Regions from separate parts of the Callithrix jacchus genome. Here region 1 is linked to region 2. The links are chromatin contacts, called in public Hi-C maps. All regions are on one chromosome and are shown on one strand. The core of a region is the stretch at or near the end of the contact, and the rest is flanking DNA. Distances in the headings are between cores, read along the strand shown. Region 1 holds the start of MIS18BP1 (MIS18 binding protein 1). Region 2 holds the start of TOGARAM1 (TOG array regulator of axonemal microtubules 1).

Region 1 (4,875 bases), core at 1,358-3,857, 340 kb before region 2:
ATCTTCTCATTATAGTCTCCCCTCCAAGCAGACAGAAACTTAAAGGAGGACCAACCCAGGGCAACATTGAAACCACCTTTGCAAAATTATGACTGAGACGGTGAAAGAGATCTAACTTAACCGACTCCATCTTGCTTCTAACCTCCACGCTGAAGTAACTTTGGGAGAAACTTAAGTTTGTAGTTTATAGTTTAAACAAAGACGGTAACAACCCTTTCCCAAAGGAGATCTCCTTCTTGCCTGGAGACTAGATTGCCTTTGTAGAACTAACATTAGTCACAATATCAGAAATTATGGTTTGCAGCTGGAGGTTACAAGATTCTGACCCTCCCTAATCTGCTCCTAAGATCAGTGCTTGAGATATTTTGCAGACCCAGCACTTAAGGGATCAGCTGACACCACCCAGAGCAATAAACTGGCTCATTTAATCTTGTGACCTCCCACCCCGAAACCCAGGAACTGACTGAGCAAGAACACAGCTTCCACATCCTATGATTTCATCCCTGACTAATCAGCACTCTAGTTCACTTGCTCCCCACCACCCACTAAGTTATCCTTAAAAACTGATCCCATAATGCTCAAGGGAGACTGATTTTAGTAATAATGAAACTAGTCTCCCACACAGCCAGCTCTGCATGTTACTCTTTCTCTATGGCAATTACCTTCTCTTGATGAATCAGCTCTGTGTAGGCAGCAGGCAAGGTGAACCCCTTGGGCAGTTACAGCATGTTGACATTAATGGACAGATGAACACTTTCCCTTGGCCACTAGGCCTCCTCATCACACTTTGCTATCCACAAACTGTTTAATTCAGTTTTGCTTGGAAAATTATTAGTCATCTTATGTAAATTCCTGTGACCATTCATGTTGGAGCATAATATATGCTACTTCCTTCTCACATGAGAAGTGACTAATTTTTAAAAATGTGCATTTCTAAGTGCCTGCCATTAATATTTCAGGGTTCCTATTTTGTCTAAAGGTGTGAGCCACGACCATCTTCATCGGGCACAGAAACCTCAATTTCAGATGCTTTTGAAATCGGAATGCCAATCCCTTCAAACTTCCTCTATCAAAGTATATTTCATACACGCCATTTAACCTGTTTTAAGGCGGGCTTTTCCCACAAACCTAGTGGAAATCCATGTCCAACCATTTTCTCATTATGATGTACAAGCAAGAAACTTCATTTTATTCAAGTAAATTTGCTTCCTTTCCCCTACCTCCAACTGTTGTTTTTCATTACTTGCAGTCATGTGGATGTTTTATACTTATATTTTGGATTCTGATTATTCGGTGTAGATATAGGACGACTTAGGAGGGATTGCAAGTCACTTTAAAAAAATTAATCCATTACAATCTTTTCAGTATAGGACTCTAAGTCTTAACAGGAAAATGTGATATATGACCAGGAAGCTGACCAATTTTCTTAGATGAACGATAAAATAAAAAGAAACTCACTTGTCACAAATGCGGATGAGCGGTGGAAGAGGGCACATTTCATGCAGGATTGGAAGCGGACAGAATTTGGGGCTGAAAACACGCCTTATTACCCTGGCTTCCACTTCTCTACTTTCAAGACTGAACCAACGAGTTCTATACAAGGCAAAAGATACACCTGCGGTGGTTAAGAGTGCAGATTCATTGGGCGCAGTCTAACGAGGGACGCAGCCTGGAAGCCACTGTTAGAAACTGCATACTGCAACCTAGAGTTGTCAAGATTAATGTTTCTAGAATGAGAGGTGATTAAAAAAAATCTTTTTAATCACTTCCTGGCACGGTGCAGTTGCTTGCCTGTGTAATCCCAGCACTCTGGGAGGCCGAGATGGGAAGATCGCTTGAACCCACGAGTTCGAGACTAGCCTGGGCAACATGGTGAGACCTGCTCTCTACAAAAAAAAAATTAAAATCAGCGAAACCTCGTCGCGCGCGCCTGTAGTTAAAGATACTGGGAGGCTGAGGTGGGAAGATCCCTTGGAGTTTCAGGCTGCAGTAGAACCATTATTGCACTAATGCACTCAGGCCTGGGCGACACAGAGAGACCCTGTCCCCCACACCCCACCCCCACCCCCACAAATCACACTTCTTGTGGAAACCGTTCAAACTAAACATCCCACTTTGTGCGTAACTTTACATTCAATCCATCATTCCCTCAAAAACAAAATGTTCTTTATCCGCCTCAAACATGGAGGACTGAGAAAAACATAAGTTCTCTCAAACCCACGGAGCACGCAGATTTCCGGCGATAGAAGGGAGGGATAGCAGCCTTTACTGCGCACAGCCCGTAGGGGAGGACGGCAGCTAGAAAGGGCCAAACTTCACCGCAGCAGCGCGCGCGCGGCTTGCGGCGTCTCCGACGTCAGCCTTGCAGCGACAGAGCATCACCTGAGGAATGAGGGCATTCAAGTTGGGCGCGTGCGCTGCGAAGACGAAACGAATTAGCTCGCCCCTGTCTGTGACAGCTTATGGTCGCCTACTTTTTGTGGAAACACTACGGTCCACGAGTGCGGAGGCAGCCAGAAATTTGCCTGCGTCCCAGTAAGACGCACGGTGGCGCAATTCCGACCCTACCAATCCCAGGCTGACTGGAGGGCGGGCTTTTCAAATTTGAATTGCGGAAGTGTTGTGGGTGTTAGAGAACCTCGCGGAGTAGGTAAGCGTCGCTTGGGGCCCGGCCGTCGCGGGCAGGGGCCACCGTGGGCCTGAGACGAGAGCCCCGCGGCGTCCGGCCCTCCCTCCGCGCGGAGCCAAGCCTGCACTACCACAGTCTCGCCCTACCAGGCCCTTCACCCAAGGTACGTCCTCCTCGCGTCCTTCGCTCGCCTCCCGTCGCGAGTCCCCGCCGGTGGTGGGCGGCCTGTCCTTTCAGCACCTCGGCCCACGCCGTTTTATTATTAATTTTCGTAGATTTCTAGCTTTGGTACTGATTTTACAGCTGCGCACTCGATGTTTATTTGTTGCGTGTCTACTGCAGAGTAGAACACGATTGCTCACATTTATTTCTATGGTGAGCGTTCTAGGTCTTTGTTCTAAAGTCACTTAAAAAAAAAAAGAATACCAAGTAGGAAAATTGTGTGCCCTAGTACCCAACTCTTCCCCTTGGGGACCCAGGGCTACAGAAGAAGTTCATCCATTCAGTTTATGTTTTCTTCTAAAACACAGCTTTAGATATTAATAAAATTACTTAGAAAATGGTCCGGCGCGGTGGCTCACACCTGTAATCCCAGCACTTTGGGAGGCCGAGGCAGGTGGATCATTTAAAGTCAGGAGTTCAAAAAAATGATAGGTCACCTCACCCTGTCCTTCAGAGATAATACTGTTCACAATTTGGTTCACTTGCTTCCAGAGTTTTTCTCTATGCTTATATGTGTTTCATTTATTTATTTATTTTTACAGAAATGCAATTATATGTTCTGTTCTGCTACATTTTTTCAATTTAATATTTCTTGGATTTTTTCCATGTAAGTACATATATATCTTTTTGTTGAATACATGGAGTAAATTGTATGGATGTGGCGGAATTTATTTTGTCCTTTATTGGTGGACATCTGGGTTGTTTAATTTCATTTTATGGTGCAGGTACTGCAGCATGAACTTCCCTGTGTAGTGGTTGTGTACGCTATGTTGCCTGTTGGTAAAGAACTTAGACTTTGGAGGTAGAATTAGATCATCTTTCTCACTTACTGTTAAGTAAACCTTGGTCGGGTTATTTAACCACCTATACCTTAATTTCTCTCTTTTCAAACTGGGAATAACCACAGTACTTAACTCTTTAGAGTTGCTGTTAGATTATATAGTGACTGGCATGTCAATATTCAGTGAATATCGGCTATTATGATGCATATATATTTGCATTCTTATGTAGGTGTTTCTGTAAGAAAAAAACAAGTTAGAAGTGGAATTTCCGTGTCAGTGGCATACAGACTTGCATTTTGAAATTAATCTTTACCAATATGATATGTAAAAGAAGTCTCACTGTTACAGTTTGCATCTCCGTTTATTAGTAAAATCAGGTGTTACTTGTTTATTGACCTTTTCTATTTCTTCTATTAATTGTCTTTCATGTCCTGTGACCATTTTCTGTTTTGAACATTTTTTTTTTAATTGATTCAGTAGGTCTCTGAATGTTATGTAAATTAATCCTTTGTCATAGGTGCTGAGTACTTATTTCAAGTGTATCATTTACCTCTTAACTTAAAATTCTATTTTTTTTTTTTTTTTTTGCCAATCAGTTTGAGCTTATAAGGTTGCTCAGGTTAGCTTTGAACTGATGAATTCGCCTTCGCAAGCACCACGACCTCCGGCGGGAGCCACTTTGGACCCCTAAAATTCTATTTTTATGCCGAATTCTGTCTCCCAGTTTTGGTTAGTGTGCTCTGGGGTTTTTGACCCCTTCATAGTAATAGCTATTACTATTGTTACCAATACAGTAAATTCTTACAAGAACGTTCCATCTTTTGGGAGGAGGAGGAGGAGTAGTTATATTCAGGATCATATACATAACAATTGTTTAGCTTCAGTTCTGTGTTTATATGTGTCACTTATAACTGCCTGGGATATGTTCTGAGAAATACATTCAGGTGATTTTTGTCACTGTGCCTGTATCATAGAGTGTACTTATAAAAACCCAGGCTATATGTTATATTCTATTGCTCCTAGGCGCCAAACCTGTAACACAGCATGTTACTTTACTGAATATTGTTGGCAGTTGTAACATGGTGATAAGTATTTGTGTATCTAAACATATCAAAATATAGAAAAGGTTCAGTAAAAATAAGGTATCCTATGGGACCTCCATATGTGTGATCTGACATCATTATGCAGTACATGACTGTACTATAAATGCTATGGCCAGCCCTTTCCTACATGGTTTTCCCA
Region 2 (5,372 bases), core at 71-2,570:
TCCTGATCCAACAACCGTGAATGCAGCTCCTGAGGAATAATCCCAAATTTAAGATTGCTGTTGGAAAGAGTCACTGGACAGGGAAGGGGATCTTGAGGAAATCCAGAGGCTTCAAGTTCCAAATAATAAGGAACCTCACCACCAAACTGGGACTCCAGGCGCCGATTGTAGTGTCTCCTCAGGGCAGAGGGCAGACGAGAAATATAAGACTGAAATCTGTCTTGGCCAAGTCGCTCCCCAATTTGTTGAAGTGCGGAGAAAGCTGTCTCAGATTCTTCTTCTGTCTCCTGATCACCAAGCTTTCGGGCTAGGGATATTATCACCTCGGTGAGATCCAAACCAAGTAACAAGTCCTCAGTAGTAAGCAAGATGGGGAGCAGCAGTGCTGTGGAAGCTCTAAGTCGGGCATCGGTACTTTCCAGTCCTTGCTGTATAAGCGTTCTCAGCACCTCTCCAGAACTACGTTTCAGACATATATGCAGAATCTGCAGCGCATCTTTCCGCAAGGCTGGATTCTCTTCCCGTAACGAGACTACTAGTTGAGGCAAAAGTGCTAAGCTAAAGGCCTCTTCCAGCTGGCCTGCCTCCCCCTGACCCCGGAGAACGTCTGAGAGAAATTGCAAGCAGAGTCGCTTCTCATCACTACCTCCTTCCACAAGCACTCGGCCCAGTGCCCGATACAAAGCTTCCTTGCGTCGGGGGAAGCCAAGTCGACCGCCCCGCCTCGGCAAAGCAGCTTGCAAAGCCTGAAAGGCCTCAGAAGGATCCGGCGCGGTGCGAAGGAGTTGAAGGAGCCGAGTCTCCTCTTCATCTCCCCCAGACAAACTGCCTCCAGACCCAGACCAGCTGCTAGAGACTGCCTCCGAGGGCAACAAGAGGGCCGAGGCCAGAGGCGAGGTGGCAGTGGGGCAGGAACCGTGGTCCCCAGCAGCTCCACGGCAGTAGCAATTTTTCTCTCCTCTCATAATGTCCCCAACTCGACTATCATCAGTCTCTGAGGCGGAAGGACGACTGCGGCTCTGGAGCTGATAGGCACAGAGGACTGGAAAGGGCGGCAGCAGAAGCAGCGCGGTGGGCGCAGCCGCCATGCAGGGTCGTCAGGTGGCTGTGGCTGGAAGAAACCATTGCTGTCTCGGATGGGCTCAATGGAGCCCAGACTTCCAGATCCTCTCCAAGGCCCAAACTGCAGAAGAGGAAAAAGGACAGCTTCAACCTGCCGCCAGGCCGCCCCCAACTCCGGGAGGCAGCCTCTGGGAAAATGGCCCCCGTCTGCGCCCTAGACCCCACAGCTGCCGCCGGGCGTAACCAGGGGCACCACGTGACCAAACCGATCGCTTCCATGGTGATGTACCCAGCGCGGACCTCTTAACCCGGAAGTCCACTTGCCGTGATGAATGCTGGGTTACGTAGTTTACGTCAGATATTAAGACTAGGCCAAGGTCTCCTGGAAGAGGAAGTCACAACGCTGTAAACGTAGCTAGAGCGGAGAAGGGAGGAGGGGTGAAGACTTTAGACGGATGTGACGCTCTCCTTGCTCTGGGCGGAAATTGCCCGCCCCACCCGTAAGAGTTGGGGTTTGACCGGAGCTAGTGAGGATCCAGTCCAGGTCCGAGTTGTCCGCGACTCCTCCTCCTGTCGCTGCCAGCGTGATTACTGGGACTCAGGTATTTTCCTTTTGCTGTCCTCCAGCGGTGCAGGCTTTGGCAGTGTTTTGCCTGAATGCCACTGGTGCTAGAGTAAGAGGCAAAGGAATGAACGGAGCAGGTGGAAAGAGAGGCGACATCTTCTTGTGCAGGGCTCGTTACCCTTGTAAACGCGTTACTCTCTACAGCCCTGAGTAACAGCGATCCTTTCCTCTTGTCATCTGCTTGTCAGGACAGAAGATCCGGACCACGGCCAAGCTCACAAATCGGGTACTTTTTTTCAATTCCTGGTCTTTGGGGCCTTTATTCTCCCCGCCCTCCTACCCCTTCTCCTTTTGTTGACTTCTCTTAACCCTCCGGCCGTGGAGGGTTAATTTTTCGGGGGTAGGGAGGGGGGCGGCGGCCTTGTTTCCTTATCTCCATCACTTTGCGTTCTCTATAAAACGCACACAATCTGGAAATAGGTCTGTTTTGTTTTTGTTTTTGTTTTTGTTTTCCTGTAGCTAACCGCCTCTCCCCTAGCCGTTATCAAAGTCTTTCCTTCTAATGCAGTTCCTCTTTGGGACTCTCCCCTTCCCTCCGCCCCCTCCGTCTGCCGCCCTAGCTTCCCTGCAGGATCCTCAAGCGTCTCTGCAGCCTTTCAGTCTCCTAGAGACAGATTGCGAAGACAATTTCAGTTGCGGTGGAAGTTCTTGGCATCACGGTTCTCAGGGAATTCTGCCCTGTGGATTTAGGAATGATAGTAGACATTTCTTTATTTTAGGCGAACTGAGAATTTGGTGTGCATTTTTCTTCTCGTAAATGATACTTAAACGGACAGACCGAAAGAGCTGGAATGTCTAGTGTGAGCCTGAATGCTTTGGAGTGTGGAAGAGAGATGTTTTTTTTGAAGGAGTAATACAATTACTTTTGAATGACCCGTGCGAAAAGTCTAAGTTATCATTTGAAGACCCAAATTTATGCACTTCAGATGCAAGTTTTCCTACTCTGCTCTGTACCAGGTGGGATTTCTCTTAAATACTTTTTAAAGCCTTGGAGTGATTGAGTCACATATGCCAAACAGCTTTATAAATAATGCTTCCAGCTGATGCAAGTGCAAAAATAATTTCTGGATTTTTGCCTTAAAGCACAATTTGAATATCACAGATTTTTTTGCGGGGATTGGAGGGGAATAGACTATTAATGTAAATGAGGCTGTGTAAATATGCATTCTGTGTTTTGGTTTAAATTCTAGGTTGTTACTTTGGTTTTGATGGCCATTTTCGTGTTTAAATGAATCTGCCTAAATTAGGATTGGCTAGCATGTTTGATTTTAGGGACAGATTAAAGATAAGAAGGTGAAAAACAATAAATGATTGTAGCAGTTGCCGATGAGAAAGTATTTGGTTCTCATATTTAACCTAAGAAGCTTAAATGCATAGACTTCTGCTCACGTATTGCCCATACTTGAGGAACCCAGTTCAAACTAACCTGGAGAATGATGGACACATTACAATGCCAGTTTATGTTGGATCGGAATTTTCAGGTTGAAAATCCAGTACACCCTCTCTTGTACCCAAGAACTTGGGAAGCCAAGTTAATAACTAGAGGTTGTGTAGTGATCATGGAATCACAGAAAAGGAACTTCAAAAGTCTTAAATGAAAGACGTGGATACTTAAGCAGTTATCATGCCCTGTTCCTGGGGACAAAGCAAGATGAGTCTTCCTTTTGACTCGTTTTTTTATGTCCCTGTGGATACATTGCAGATTGCTATTTATTTTATATCTGTTATATTTTGTCTCTTTGATTGAAGACTTAGAAGATGCATTAGTCTCCGTGGTGGATATTCATCAGCATCACGTCTTACTGATTATCTTTTAGAGTTATTTTGTGGAACATGAATCTCATCCGTTTAATGTGTATTCTGTTTACTACGAAGCAGATTTTTTAAAAAATCTTACTTTGGAGGCCAGGCACTGTGACTCACACCTGTAATCCCAGCACTTTGGTGGGGCCAAGGAGGGTAGATCACGAGGTCAAGAGTTCAAGACCAACCTGACCAACATGGTGAAACCCCACCTCTACTAAACATACAGAAATTAGCCAGTGGGGTGGTGGGCACCTGTAGTCCGAGCTTCTTAGGAGGCTGAGGCTGAAGAATTGCTTGAACCCTGGAGATGGAGGTTGCAGTGAGCCAAGATTGTGCCACTGCACTCCACCCTGGGCAACAGAGTGAGACTGCATTTCAGAAAAAAAAAGAATCTTACTTTGGAAATCTAGGAATTCCTCATATATTGACTTAAGCCTTTTGTATTTAATCATATTTATATAGAGTACAAGTTTTAATCAGTTTTTAGAATAGTAGAATACACTAGTAGGTGTTTTATTAGTAATACACCTCGGAAAGTTAAAAGGACATGGTTAAGGATACATTGAAAATTGCAAATTCAGGTAAAACAAATTTAAAATTTTAGTAACTTTAAGAGTGTAGTTAAATTAGTGAATTATAGGAATGTTTGTGCTACATATGTTAATTTTCTTCGCTGAACTTAAGGATAAACACAATTGCCTTAAAACTTCCTTTGTTTCTAGAATCAGAGATAACACATTAGTTCCCTGGGCGAGTCACTATGATTTTTCTGTGCTCTTACTCAGATTTTACAGACATCCAGGAATATTGAACGTCAGTGTGAATTCTGCAAACTATAAAGAATTTTGTATAGTTTGAGAAGTTATTGTGAAGAAATGCTATGCAAATAAAAGTTGCTGTTAATATTAACAAATAATTACAATAATACCATGTTTTGGCCGGGCACGGTGGCTCACGCCTGTAATCCCAGCACTTTGGGAGGCCGAGGCGGGTGGATCACAAGGTCAAGAGATTGAGACCATCCTGGCCAACATGGTGAAACCCCGTCTCTACTAAAAATACAAAAAATTAGCTGGGCACAGTGGTGCGTGCCTGTAATCCCAGCTACTCAGGAGGCTGAGGCAGGAGAATTGCCTGAACCCAAGAGGCGGAGGTTGCGTTGAGCCGAGATCGCGCCATTGCACTCCGGCCTGGGTAACAAGAGCGAAACTCCACCTCAAAAAACAAACAAACAAACAAAAAACCATGTTTTGAGTATTTGTTATGTGCCATGCACCATACTAGGTACTTAGTAAATATTAACTCATTTAATCCTCACAAGAATTTTTTGAGGTTACATCTTCTACATTTGGACTATGACACATTTGATGGGTGTTCCACAAAAGAGTAATTGGACAGAGGAAGAAAGTAAAACTCACATTTGCTTAGAGCTTGGAGAAAGTTTTGTTTGAGGTCAGTGTTGAAACTTTAGGATAAAATTAGATTTTTTTCCATTATTAATTATTCATACATTTTATTATATATCATTGGATTATATATTTTTTCATTTTTTTAATCCTTGTTTGCTTGAAGATTATATTTTAATTTATCTTTTTTGAATTACTATTCAAAATCTTTTTAGTTTCTTTTTTGAGGTAACACTTTAATAAGAAATTATGAGCTTATTTTATACAGGATTGACAGTTTTCTTGATGTATATGAGTGATATATTTTCATCTACTTAGGTTTATCTTCCAAAGCCATTACATATTTCTTTCTTCAGTCAAAACCATAATTTTAAACAAAAATCCAACTTGTATTGCATATTAATTACTATGTATAGGTTAACGTAATTTCACGTCTGTTGCAAACACTTTTTCAGTGGATAGGTTAATTATGT

Evidence for each region. Hi-C and Micro-C count contacts between places; a contact is called where the count stands out from the background.
Region 1: a contact with region 2 is called in a Hi-C map of skeletal muscle, with 4 times the contacts expected there. The contact joins the promoter of MIS18BP1 here to the promoter of TOGARAM1 in region 2. A contact is called at or near these places in 2 of 3 Hi-C or Micro-C datasets (both in skeletal muscle).

What each region holds. Positions count from the first base shown.
Region 1 is chr8:79,851,946-79,856,820 of calJac240_pri, reverse strand. MIS18BP1 (MIS18 binding protein 1) reads left to right here and starts at 2,607. Exons shown (of 16, transcript XM_078334832.1): 1 at 2,607-2,792. LOC108593473 (a long non-coding RNA gene) reads right to left here and starts at 1,596. Exons shown (of 4, transcript XR_008474389.2): 1 at 1,459-1,596.
Region 2 is chr8:79,510,327-79,515,698 of calJac240_pri, reverse strand. It overlaps TOGARAM1 (TOG array regulator of axonemal microtubules 1), which reads right to left and starts at 1,320. Exons shown (of 20, transcript XM_035260411.3): 1 at 1-1,320. The coding sequence starts at 1,088. KLHL28 (kelch like family member 28) reads left to right here and starts at 1,563. Exons shown (of 6, transcript XM_078334837.1): 1 at 1,563-1,664.